3 separate regions of the Mus musculus genome follow, and all the other regions are linked to region 1. The links are chromatin contacts, called in public Hi-C and targeted proximity ligation maps. All regions are on one chromosome and are shown on one strand. The core of a region is the stretch at or near the end of the contact, and the rest is flanking DNA. Distances in the headings are between cores, read along the strand shown. Region 1 holds the start of 4931408D14Rik (RIKEN cDNA 4931408D14 gene). Region 2 overlaps Btaf1 (B-TFIID TATA-box binding protein associated factor 1). Region 3 overlaps Cpeb3 (cytoplasmic polyadenylation element binding protein 3).

Region 1 (4,160 bases), core at 1,222-3,721:
TGCCCATATGGAAACACACACAAACAGGGGTGGAATACTGGCCTTTGTTTGTTTGTTTTGAGACAGAGTTTCTCTGTGCAGCCCTGGCTGTCCTAGAACAATCTTTGTAGACCAAACTGGCCCAAAGAGATCTGTCTGCCTCTGCCTCCTGAGTGCTGGGATTAAAGGCGTGGGCCACCACTTCCTGGCTGGCTTTAACTTTTGTTAACTGTACTTGTTTGGGCTGGAAATATAAACCATATGAGAATGATATGCAGAACAAAGGCCATATGCAAGATCTATTGTCATAAACCTCCCATCAGTGAGTGCTCCAATAAATTTTTGTGCTTTCTTTTTTAACTTTAAAAAAAAAGATTTATTTATTTATTTATTTATTTATTTATTTGATGTCTATGAGTACACTGTAGTTGTCTTTAGACAAATCAGAAGAGAGCATCAGATCACATTGCAGATGGTTGTGAGCCACCATGTGGTTGCTGGGAATTGAACTCAGGACCTTTGAAAGAGCAGTCAGTGCTCTTAATCGCTGAGCCATCCCTCCAGCCCCTCTTTTAAACTTTTAAAAGGTTTGGGTTTTTTCCCTCCTAATGTGTATAATACACAAATATATTTAACAAAAACATGAAAGAGAGAGAGCGATCCTACTCTATTTGACACAGATTTAGTGTGATTGTGTGAAAGATCAGGTTTTATGACCTCACCTATTTATAAAATGTGAAAGAGATGTTGAATTTGTGATAAACATAGCAACAGCAAACAGCATAAAATTAAAGACCAGCTGAGTATGTGAGCCCAGGGCTGATGCCCTCTTACTTCAATTCAACAGAACTGAGTGTTGACCTGAGGGCACCAGACACCAGATTAAACAGTGAATTAAATGTGCGTAAGAGGTTGGAGATGTTTCCCATTAGTCATCAAAGAATGAATGTGGACATTTACCTCCACTTGCCAACGCAAACCTCACTAGCATAACAGCAGAGATTTAAGTTTAAAGGTCAACCTCAGAATAAACAGGCCCTGCAAGGAGAAACAGAAGCACGAAACCTGATATATGTTAGCTTTTCAGCAAACACGAGAAAACCCAAATGAGTAGGCAGGCCTTGTGCCTCATCCTGTAATCCTATCACTGGGGAAGCTGAGGCAGGAGGATCACCTTGAATTCAAAACCAGTCTGGACTACATAGCAAGCTACTGCAGAGAAAGGTTAGAGACATGACTTAGGCTTAAGAAAACACACACTCTCTCACATACACATGTACACACATACACATACACATTCATTCATACAATATACTCATTCATATATATATATATATATATATATATATATATATATATATATATACACGCACATAGTTAAATATACACACTCACAATACACATAACACATTCATACACACTAACTCATATGTGTATATGTATAGTTACATATGCATACTCTCACATATTCATAACACAGTATACATTCATACTCATACATATATACACACTCATACACAAGCATTTACTCATATACTCACTCATATACACATACTCTTTTTTTATACACACATACACAATACACACTCATATACACAATTTAAATAATAAATATATTTATGAAATTGAAAGAGAGAGGTTAAGTCAGCAAGGTGTACCTGCAATTTTTTCCCCTGCTGAGTACTTAAAAGCTCTGAACAGCAGAATGGGGAGGGAGTCAGTCAGTCAATTGAGAATTCATGTCTGATCCCTAGCACACACACAAATCAGGCCTGGTAGCACACACTTGTAACCCCAGTGCGGGCAAGGCAAAGGCAGGACAGTCCCTAGGCTTTGGTGGCCAGCCAGCCTATCCTTCTTTGTGAGCACCGTTTCAAGAGCAAGATAGATAGCTCCTGGAAAATAATATCCAAGGACGACTTCTGCCGCCCTCCCTCGCCCCCCCCCAGCCCCCCCCCCCCACACACACACTGAAGGGATGAACAAGGACTCACTGCAAATAAGATTTACAGTGATACAGGTTACAATGCTCACTGCACGGGCAGACCATTGGAGATTTACTCTCCCAAGTGACGACTCAGCAAAGCTCTGGACTTCAGGGCCTCAGTCACCCCTGCAGGCAGCAAGGCTGTTCTGAAAAGAAGAGAATCCATAAGTGCCTAGGCGCCTAGCCACGCCCCATTCCCACAAACCCTTGTCTGCTCAGCATCCTGGATGGTAGCAGGTAATTTCGGTGTGGCTTTCAGGCTACCTTTACTGTTTCTGATTTCTTGTAGAAGTCCACATTGCAATTCCTTTCTGGGTGGCGGTTTGGTAACGTATCAGAATCCTTAACCGTGGTTGTTAGGCGCGAGGACCCACAGCTTCGTGGCTGTCCTGGGCTTCTCTGACCTCAGCTCCAGCTTCGAGGGACTCCGGGCTGACCCAGAGTTTGCCAGAGCTGCAGGAGGTGTTGGATCACTCAGAGAAGATGTTTGTGCAAAGCGAAAGTCTACTGAAAACTGCTCAACAAGGCACTGGACGCTATGGTCAAAGTGCACACGGTATTGCCAAACATCAAGAGTTTTGAAGAAGAGCCAACAACAGTTTTGAGCAATTTGGGTGAAGGAGGGCGTTCTTTCTGACTGGACATGTGACCCTTGCCCCTAGTTCCGGGCTGCTGTTCTGTGGATCCAACTCTTGTTTGTAAATCAGCCTCAGAGGCTGAAGATGTCTGTCTGCCTCCCAGAGGATGGGCGACTTCAGGGATAGGACTCAAAGAGAGCAAGCTCCGAGCTTCCAGGCACAGAGCCAGCTGGTGCAAGGAAAACGACCAGGGGCAAAAAGGAGCACCACACAAAACAAACGCAGTCTATTGTCCAAAAAGACCTACAGTCATTAATATGATCAAGCTGAACAGCAGGGAGTCAAAATAGCCAAGGGAACAGAAAACCATTTAACAAAAACACAAAAAAGGCTCAATCCATTAGCGCTCAATACTCCAGCAACGCACCAGACAGTAATCGACCTATCAGAGAGAAAATGCACAAAGCCAAGTGGAACCTAGCCAGTCCTAGCCGGTGCCGTTAGTCATCTGGATCTGTTGACATTTGAAGAACACTCATCCGACAAGTATGGGTGAACATCACTCTCAAATTCAGATAAAATATTCGCTGAGGTTACATTCCAGACTGAAAACCACACTTAAACAAGCTTAAAAACAAAAGCCCTAGAAAATAGGCGTCGGCATCTGGCATGATAACACTCACCTCTCATCCCAGCACTCAGGACTGTGAGCTAGAAGCTTGGCCTCTAGCAAGCCACTATCTGGAAGCAAACAAATGCATGATCTTGGAGTTGAGTGAAATTAAACTAAGAATAGTGGAAACATTGCCGGGAAACCTCTAAATATTTGACAAATGCACGCTATATTTCTAAACTGGTGACACATGCTGTTAGACCCAAATACTTGCCAGCAGAGGTAGGAGGATTTTTTTTTTTTTTGAGTCCACAAAGTCCAAGGTCATACTAGACTAGGCTTACCATCTTAGAATTGCAAAAAACAAAAGGCACATCACCACCCAAAACAAACCAAAATGAATTTATTTCTAAATGTCACATAGGTCAAAGATGTCTCAAGAGAAACCTGAATATTTTTTTTTTAAGATTTATTTATTTATTATATGTAAGTACACTGTAGCTGTCTTCAGACACTCCAGAAGAGGGCGTCAGATCTTGTTACAGATGGCTGTGAGCCACCATGTGGTTGCTGGGATTTGAACTCTGGACCTTCGGAAGAACAGTTGGGTGCTCTTACCCACTGAGCCATCTCACCAGCCCGAAACCTGAATATTTTAAACTGAATGAAAATATAATGTATTCAAATGTGTGTGTGATACAACAAAAACAGAGTTGGGGTGGGGCAGATCTGCAACACTGAATAGCACATGTAAGAAAACAGTGGCCAGTGTAGGTGCCTGCAGCCTTGGCACTTAGGAAGAAAAATGATGAAAAATATCTGTAGATACAAGCGATGTAATTAGGTGAATAAGATACATTTGTAGTACTAATTTTTCCAAATTAGTTTTAAAATCAGTTCCTGGCGTTTTCTCCAATGATGACAAGAATTCTTTGGAGGGGAAACAACAGGACCAAGAATAATCTCACCTACCTTCTTTTTGGACAGGGTCTAGCTGTGTAGC
Region 2 (4,160 bases), core at 1,040-3,539, 250 kb before region 1:
TATGATTCGGAGTACAACCTGGAGACCTTCATGCGCTCTCTCGAGTGACTGCTGCGTGCCGTGCCGTGCCCGGTGCAACTGCTGCTAGCTCAGTTACCTTCTGCTGATATTCAGCAGACTAAGTCTATGCGAACTTTAACTGAATGTATAAATAGATCTGAAACTACTCAGCTTAGTGCTGGCTCTTGCTTCATTGGGGAACAAGTTATTCTCAAGTATTTGCACTGTATTAAATACGATGTTAATGTGAAAAGGTTTAAATTTTACATGCTGAATAGCTGCAGACAGGAAGCAGCCAGGTTTCCATGTGCTACCAGGAGGTGCTTCTGCAGGGACAGCCTCCTCTACAGTCACTTTCTCCACCGTGAGATCCACCAGTGCTGTGCTGTTTGTATGCGTTTGTGTTCTTTAAAATAGTACTTGTTTTTATAATTGATTACAAATAGGGCTTCTTTTGTATAAAAGCCTTAATGAGCCATACTTTTCAGAATTTCAGAGTGACTTTAATATTAACCCTAGGACCTGAAAATGTTAAGCAATGAATTGAACCAGGCCCTGTGGCAACCTTTGTATATTTAATGCAGATGCATATGGTGTTTTCAAATCCTTTAACATCATTTTGTTCACTTTTAAAGTATACTAAATAATAAATGCAGGTACTGGTATTTAAGGCTACAATAACATCCTATTAGAGGATGGGTTTCTGTTTAATTTATCTAATGGCTAGGATATAGCCAGATTCAAAGAACATATATGTACTCAGTAAGTTTCAATCATATATATATATTTTGTAACTATGAACACAGTTTTCCAGACATAGATTTTACACTGCTTAAACCCTGAACCCTGTGGTAAAGACTGTTTACTGTAGCAGGGCCTGAAGCGGGAGGAGCGCTCTTTATACACAGCACACAAGGATACTTGTATCTATATGACAGTGCCCACCCTACACTGGAAAATGTGTCTGGCTTTGGCACTAAAATCATGTAGTTCTACCAGACAGCAATAATAACTGAGCAGAGAGCTAATGAGCTAGTGTTCAAACAGCTCAATGGTGAGGGTGGGCAGCTGTATATAGATATGCATGTATGTGTATGTATATATAATTTTATAACTTTCCCACATAAATTAATACATGCCATGTATACACATATGTGGAATATATTTGTATATATTCATGTACAGGCAATAAGCATCCCTAAGGTTTGTGTCTGGTCCTACACCCAGACATCAACTTAAAACCATCAGACCTCAATTGTACAATAACAAGGGTTTTGTTTAAAATAATTAAAAACTCCACAGCACTTAGATACGACGTTTGTCACACTTGAGTAGCCTTGACAACCATCCTGTAATCCTGAACCTAGCATTCCACAAGAGAATAAACATCAAATTGTAAAGTCTGTGCAATTGTGTGTTGTTTACAGTAAAGACTGACAAGCAGCTCAGATGCACAGGTTGTGGGAAGCCACACCTTTTGTATGTAAAGTTTATATTCAAATATAGAGGACCAAAAGGAAAACTCCAGATTTCATGTAGAAGATGCAGTGTACTTGTCTGCTTTCATAAACTATTTATTTGCTATTTCCATATCTTCTAAAAGCAGGGAGCGGTTTTCTCACTGAAGAAATAGTAAGGGTCAGAAGAAGTCACACCATAGATTAGTGTTCTGTTTTTATCCTCACTTGAAAAGTCAGAACTAAGGTGGGCGTGGTGGCGCGCGCCTTTTAATTCCAGCACTCAGGAGGCAGAGGCAGGCGGATTTCTGAGTTCGAGGCCAGCCCGGTCTACAAAGTGAGTTCCAGGACAGCCAGGGCTACACAGAGAAACCCTGTCTCGAAAAAACACAACAAAAAAAGAAAAGTCAGAACTAGAAGGCAGGTAAAGTCTACATGTTTAATTAGAAAGTGCATGCGCGTACTGGCAAACTAGTTCTCAAAGAGAAAGTATCTTGTCCTTTTTGCGAGGAAAAGTGACATTTTTAAGACCTTTTGTTGTAATATGTAAAGCCACACATTCTAGCCTTCCAACAAAGGAAGGCACGTGACCCAGAACATGGTGCCTGCCCATCAGGCAGTGGGGAACACTACTAAGGTAGAGCATGCATCTAACCCCATTACCAGCTATGTGGTAATAATAGTTAATTACAGTTAGGGTTGATCATACATTAATTATTTCTTGTAGGAAAACCTAAGATTCGAGGCTCTGGGTCTAACATTGCACATCCTAGACTTTGAGCAGAGCCGGTTACTTGGTAACTGGCAATTGTGGGGGAAGGGCCTCCATTGAGATGTAAGTGTTCCAGTGGAGCCATCTGAAGGCGTGACAGTGTAGAGCCACACCCCTTGCATGCACCTGATCTCAGAACCAAGCCAGGTCAGGCACCTCAGTCCTTACAGAGAGCGGGATTATTTAAGTGGCACAACTGAAACTAAGACCACAGTAGAGCTAGGCAAGGTGGCATATGCCTTTTAATCCCGGTACAACAAACCAACGAAAGAGAACTTGCAGGAAAGCAAACTCTTTGTCAGATGCCTATGCTGAGTTTTGCCCACCAACCCAGCCTTGTATCTTCTTCAGACCTCAATTTCCCAGGACCTTCTGGTACTGGGGGGATTAGGTGACATTAAATGCAGGGATGTCTGTAATTAAATGTCAGAAATTCAGTGTGAATCAATAAAAACTTGAGTTTTGCTACCAATCAGTTGAGAATGTTTGTTTGTCACACTAAGCATTATCACCCACCTAAAAAGAGGTATAACCTCTAAAGAGAGAGAAACCATCTTCTGAGCTGGTCAGATGAGCTGAGCTGGAGAGATGGGTCAGTGGGTGAAGGAAGGAGCTCGTCACCAAGCGTAACACCCTGCAGACCTTCAGCAAGTGCAGTCAAGTGTAGCTACTCCCAAGGCAGCCGGCATTGGATCTCACAGGCTTGCCTTGTGGCCTTGTAGCTGATCCAACTACTAGCCAAATCTGTCAAGGCTTCGGTCACATTCATACTACATCAAAACAAGTAGTGTCACTTGCCCACCTCTGACTACATCTCTGCCCCTGTCCCTGTTTAATCTCAAGTCAAGCCAGTACCTCAACATAAAACCAGAAGACAAGGGCTGGAGAGATGATGGCTCAGCGGTTAAGAACACTGACTGCTCTTCCAGAGGTCCTGAGTTCAATTCCCAGCAACCACATGGTGGCTCACAACCATCTGTAATGGGATCTGATGCCCTCTTCTGGTGTCTAAAGACAGTGACAGTGTACTCACATGCATAAAATAAATAAAAACAGAAGACAAAGATTGGGGTGGGGGGAGTGAAGGTAGGGAAGCCATGGGTTTCCTGATCAAAGACGTCTCTCGGGGCTGCAGATGGCTCAGTGGTTCAGAGCGCTGTCTGCTCTTCTAGAGGTCATGAGTTCAATCTCCTGCAACTACATGATGGCTCACAGCCATCTGTAATTGGATCTGAGGCCCTCTTCCAGTGTGTCAGTGACAGGATGCTCATAAATAAATCTTTTTAAAAAGACACTTCTCAAAGGAGAGGTGTTGAGTAGGTAAATGGAGCCCAAAAGAGGAAAAGTCAGGACTGAAATTCAGTGTGGAAGATGGTATTGTAAGGCAAGAAGCTTCAAGATCGCTCATCTGCAGAAATGCTACAATCCAGCGCCGAGGATTAGGAAAAAGCTAATGGCCAGTGAGTCTAGAACATCTGTAAGGAGTTCTCTGACTCAAGACTAAGACAATAGCCCCATGCACATTCATGGCCCCTTTGCATGTACCATACCAACGGAAAAAGCATGGCATGGTTTCATTCATTCAGGAAAACCTTCCAGTAAAAAGTACTGCTTGCGAAAGGGGGAAGATACGTAACTAAACATAAACGATTTGGTTAATGACAAGTCACAGGTGATTGACAAAACATGTCACATTGCCGGGCGTGGTGGTGCACGCCTTTAATCCTAGCACTTGGGAGGCAGAGCCAGGAGGATTTCTGAGTTCGAGGCCAGCCAGGTCTACAAAGTGAGTTCCAGGACAACCAGGGCTACACAGAGAAACCCTGTCTCAGAAAACCAAAAAAAAAAAAAAAAAAAACCCAAAAAAACAAAAACAAAAACAAAAAAAACATGTCACATCGAACCCGGACAGAAACACAAAAACAAAGGGG
Region 3 (4,160 bases), core at 1,228-3,727, 190 kb before region 1:
AGGCAGGGGTTAAATTACTCAATGCTAAATGTCAAACAGCTAGTAACTGTTGGCACCTCTTCCCGAGACTCCATGTCTGATATCTGTCCACATATTTGTTGCTTTTCCTTCACCCTCAAACAATTGGCCAGCTGTGTTTTCAGCAGACACATGTCCTCGGGCCTAAGCTCTGACACTAAATTCTTTTCTCCTCTGACTTTAATATCCTCAGATTAGTTCTTGATTTCAGTGACAATGCATTTTCTCTCTGTAACAGTTTCCCCTTCAAGACTCTGGGCACCTACTCTCTTTAGAAGACAACCCAGGTTCACTGTTAGCATCAATAATTTTTACAGTTCCTCGTAGCTATTTCTCCTCCTCCTCTTCTCCCCACCCGTGTGGGCATGAATGGGTGTAAGTATGCATGCCTGTGTGCCTATGTGTTTATATGTATGTGTGTGTGTGTGCACATGTGTATACATTTGTGCAAGACACAGGTCAACTTTGGGTGACCTCTTCCTGGCCTGAAGCTTGATGGCTGGACTAAACAGGCTGCCCAACAAGCCCTAGGGACCCGCTTGTCTTCCCCTTCCCATGCTGGGAGAAGAGGCACACCTGACCTTTGATGTGGTTTCTGTGAACAGGTATCAGGTCCTCACGATTACATGACAAACACTTCAGCGACTGAGTCATTCCTCCAGCCCCATGTTCCCATTTCCAATCCTTTTACTTAATATACTCTTTCTTGGTCATACTTTCAGTCTTGGTCCTACTAAAATCCTACAGTAAGTCCAGACCAAAACTGAAACATCCTCTCTCTTTCACCTGACAAATTTGCATTTCATTTCTGTTTCTGACAGGTGCTATCTTCCAAGCAGAGTCCTCACGAGGAGTACTTACAGCTTCCAAGCAGAGTCCTCACGAGGAGTACTTACAGCTTCCAAGCAGAGTCCTCATGAGGAGTACTTACAGCTTCCAAGCAGAGTCCTCACGAGGAGTACTTACAGCTTCCAAGCAGAGTCCTCATGAGGAGTACTTACAGCTTCCAAGCAGAGTCCTCATGAGGAGTACTTACAGCTTCCAAGCAGAGTCCTCATGAGGAGTACTTACAGCTTCCCGGGATGAAGCACCTGCCCTTTTCTAGCATCTCTGCCCAGGCACAGCATGTACCACTGTGACCTCGTTCGGACACACTGTCTCTATTTCTGTAGCTGCTCAGGCTTTGTCCTGTGGCTTACATGCCCAGAATGCTGTTCTCCTTCCAGTACAGCTCCCTAAATTGTAAATGGTTCACAAAAACCAAGTTCCCAGTTGGACTTTAGTACAATGCTGAGAAGACAGGTGTTTAATACAACAGTCTAAGTGGGAGTGTACTATGGTCTCAAAAGTTAAAATAGAAGCTTCTCCATCTGTCTAAGCAGGACAAGACAAAAAAAAAAATCACCTCATTACAGTCCAGTGCAGTTTCAATGTTTTCACAAGAAAACATTCCCTGGAATGAAAACTGCAAGTATATAAAATATTAAAATATATTCATAATTCACCAGAGTGTTAGAACTGTCAGCCAAGACCTACATTTATGAAAGGAAAATAAAAGAATATTACTCAAAGTATTTATTGTATTATAGAGTGTGAAAGATTAAATACATGCTAAATTCATTAGGCTTCCTGACTAATGTTTACATAACCCAGAAGGTGTAAAAACGTGGAATCTGAGACTAGATTTTATTTTCATTCAAATTATCTACAAGGGGAAAAATAACATTTGCAAACCTGTCTTTCCAAAGTCAGATTTTAGACCAATTGAAGGAAAATGAAATAGATGCCACACTCCAGCCTGCTATAGTCACTCAACGACCTGTTTGTCCCTTTCTTGTCCCTCAAACAGTATTATCTTAGCTGGCTGGTTCAAAGTGGATTGAATCCACGTGGCCTGCCTTCTGCCAGGCTCACAAGTCATGCTGGCATTACATAAACCATCACAACTGCATGGCTGAGTCACAAGGTCAGCAGGCAAGCCAGCCTGCGCAGCACAGGGAACTCCAGCACTGCAGCTGAAAGCCGCTCAGTAGCATAGCTTCTGGTGCTCAGGAGATGGCTCTGTGCTAAAGAGCTGATGTTTTTACATGACCTGGGTTTGATTCTAAGCACCCACACACCAGCTGTCAACTGTCTGGCCTCTTAGGGCACCAGGACATACATGATGCATGGACATACAAGCACAGAAACACATACAGGCAAAATAACTACACACATAAAAAAGAATAAAAATATATGTTTTTTTTTTAAGATGCACAGGCTTTTCTGAAAGTGGAAGGGAGTCTACACCTGAGTCACTGTATTACACTGCCTGCCTGTGTCTACTTCTGTGCACCTGGACCTGTGACCCAGACTGAGAAAGCTTGTACCAGCTACCCAAGTAAGCTGTGGATTACAGCCTCCTCCATTGCTGGCATCTCAGATTCTGCAGGGTTTCAGAAGTACATAGCTATCTCTTGCCCAATATCTGAGGCTGGCTCCTGCCCTTGTGTTTGCCCGGAAGCCTCTGCCAACAATGGCAAAGTACTCTCTCTGGCTAGATTCTCTGTGTGGTCCTATAGGTTCCATTCCTTCCTAAGAGGTTAGATTAGAGCCATATCAGGAGAAGTTGCTTTGTGCAGAAAGGAGAAAAAGTCCAGGGTGGGGAGACATTTTTATAGCTCCAGAGGCAGCAACTTTGGACGAGAGACATTCTCCAGAAGATACTGAGAGGTTATACTGAATATCTACCACTACGTTATTGGGCCAAGTTATCTTCCCAGATGGAATATTCACAGCTCTGTGCTCAAGGAAGTTACGACCAAGCTTTTCCTTTATAGCAGTCATGAAATCCAGGGCTCTACCTTGGGAATAACTTACGTTATAGCCAAGTCTTAAAACATAAACTGGACTAATCAGATGTCCTCTCTGGAACTCAAATAGAAACATGAGGACAATTGAGCTGACTCTCAGCAGAGGACTGCAATGGAGGATTAGCTCCCAGTACACACCGCCGAGCTGCCCTGCCACCCCTACCACAGCCTCCACACCACCTGCTCATATCCAAGCTCCTCTTATACTCTGCTAGTCACTTACAGCCGTGCCCCTGAGCTGAGCCAGCACCTGAGTGTCTGTGCTCGGTCCAGGCAAAGAACTCCATCACAAAGCATCCCACCCAGGTACAGAAGTGATGAGGTAGCAGCAGAGGCAGAAGCCTATAGGTAAGCTATGGACAAAAGACAACTCAGACCTACTACACGCTTAAGACAGCTCTTTGGAAAGACTCCAGCTTATGTGAGAACAACAGAGGACCAGGCTATTTAGCCTAAGCATGCTTTCCCTTCTAAGCAAGAATGAATTTAAAAATTCACTTCCTTTATTTACTAGGTAAAATAACACCAACTATCGATATTCCAGGTTCAAGTCAGTCTAATAAAAACTGCACACTAATAAAAAGACATTTCTCTTCTTCCTATTTCAGCTTTAAATGAAGGTTGGGTAAGGTGGAACTTTCCATTTCTAGGATGTGATGGGCTTTGACTCTCTGAGCAAGGAATGAAACTGTTCATCACCTGCAATGCTGTAGTTCATTCATTTAAAAACTATTCGAGGCAAATGTGCCAGGGGTAGGAGGTGCTCGGTACAGAGCAGTGAGTGAAACAAGAAGAAACACCAGGCTCTTGCATTCTAGTTTGCAAGGCAGACGATAGGTACTTCAAAGAAACGTAGGATGAGGAACGAAAGAACTATGAGGGGAAGCAGAGGGCAGAGGGACAGCTACTTTAGCTATAGACGTTAGGATGACTGTTGTTGTTAAGGTGACATCTAAGCAGAGACCTGAAGGAAGAAAGAGAGCCTATTCAGAAACCTGGGTGAAGAGTTTCTGACAAAAAGAAGTACCAGTGTTCTAAAAGGATTCTTCTGTCCTGTTCAAGACAGTCCGGCTGGTCATAGTAGTGTATATCTGTAATATAAGTCCTCAGAGCCATCAGGACTTCAAGGTCACCCTAAGCTCCCCTATGAGACTCTGCTAAGATGGGCAGTGATGGCAGGAAGCAGCCAAGATTCAGCCAATCAGGCTGGATCAAAAAAAGACTGAATCACTTCAGGTACATGATTCATACCAATGTGGCCCTGGCTTCTGCAGAGGTCCATTATTTGCT

What was found. Hi-C and Micro-C count contacts between places; a contact is called where the count stands out from the background.
Region 2: a targeted proximity ligation map of embryonic stem cells shows a contact between it and region 1, with 4 times the contacts expected there. A contact is called at or near these places in 11 of 484 Hi-C or Micro-C datasets (the AML12 cell line, bone marrow-derived macrophages, cardiomyocytes and 4 more) and 24 of 130 datasets of targeted methods (the NIH/3T3 cell line, SST interneurons, bone marrow-derived macrophages and 8 more).
Region 3: a contact with region 1 is called in a Hi-C map of liver, with 4 times the contacts expected there. A contact is called at or near these places in 19 of 484 Hi-C or Micro-C datasets (the HL-1 cell line, beige adipocytes, bone marrow-derived macrophages and 6 more), 8 of 130 datasets of targeted methods (the NIH/3T3 cell line, cardiomyocytes, embryonic fibroblasts and 4 more) and 1 of 9 other capture datasets (embryonic stem cells).

Annotation. Positions count from the first base shown.
Region 1 is chr19:37,261,624-37,265,783 of GRCm38.p6, forward strand. 4931408D14Rik (RIKEN cDNA 4931408D14 gene) reads right to left here and starts at 2,472. Exons shown (of 3, transcript NR_040299.1): 1 at 2,231-2,472; 2 at 1,974-2,112.
Region 2 is chr19:37,011,357-37,015,516 of GRCm38.p6, forward strand. Btaf1 (B-TFIID TATA-box binding protein associated factor 1) reads left to right here. Exons shown (of 38, transcript NM_001080706.1): 38 at 1-2,701. The coding sequence ends at 48. Among named protein-coding and RNA genes, the nearest start is that of Btaf1, 87 kb to the left of the region's middle.
Region 3 is chr19:37,076,289-37,080,448 of GRCm38.p6, forward strand. The region is part of intron 7 of Cpeb3 (cytoplasmic polyadenylation element binding protein 3); the gene reads right to left. Among named protein-coding and RNA genes, the nearest start is that of A330032B11Rik, 95 kb to the right of the region's middle.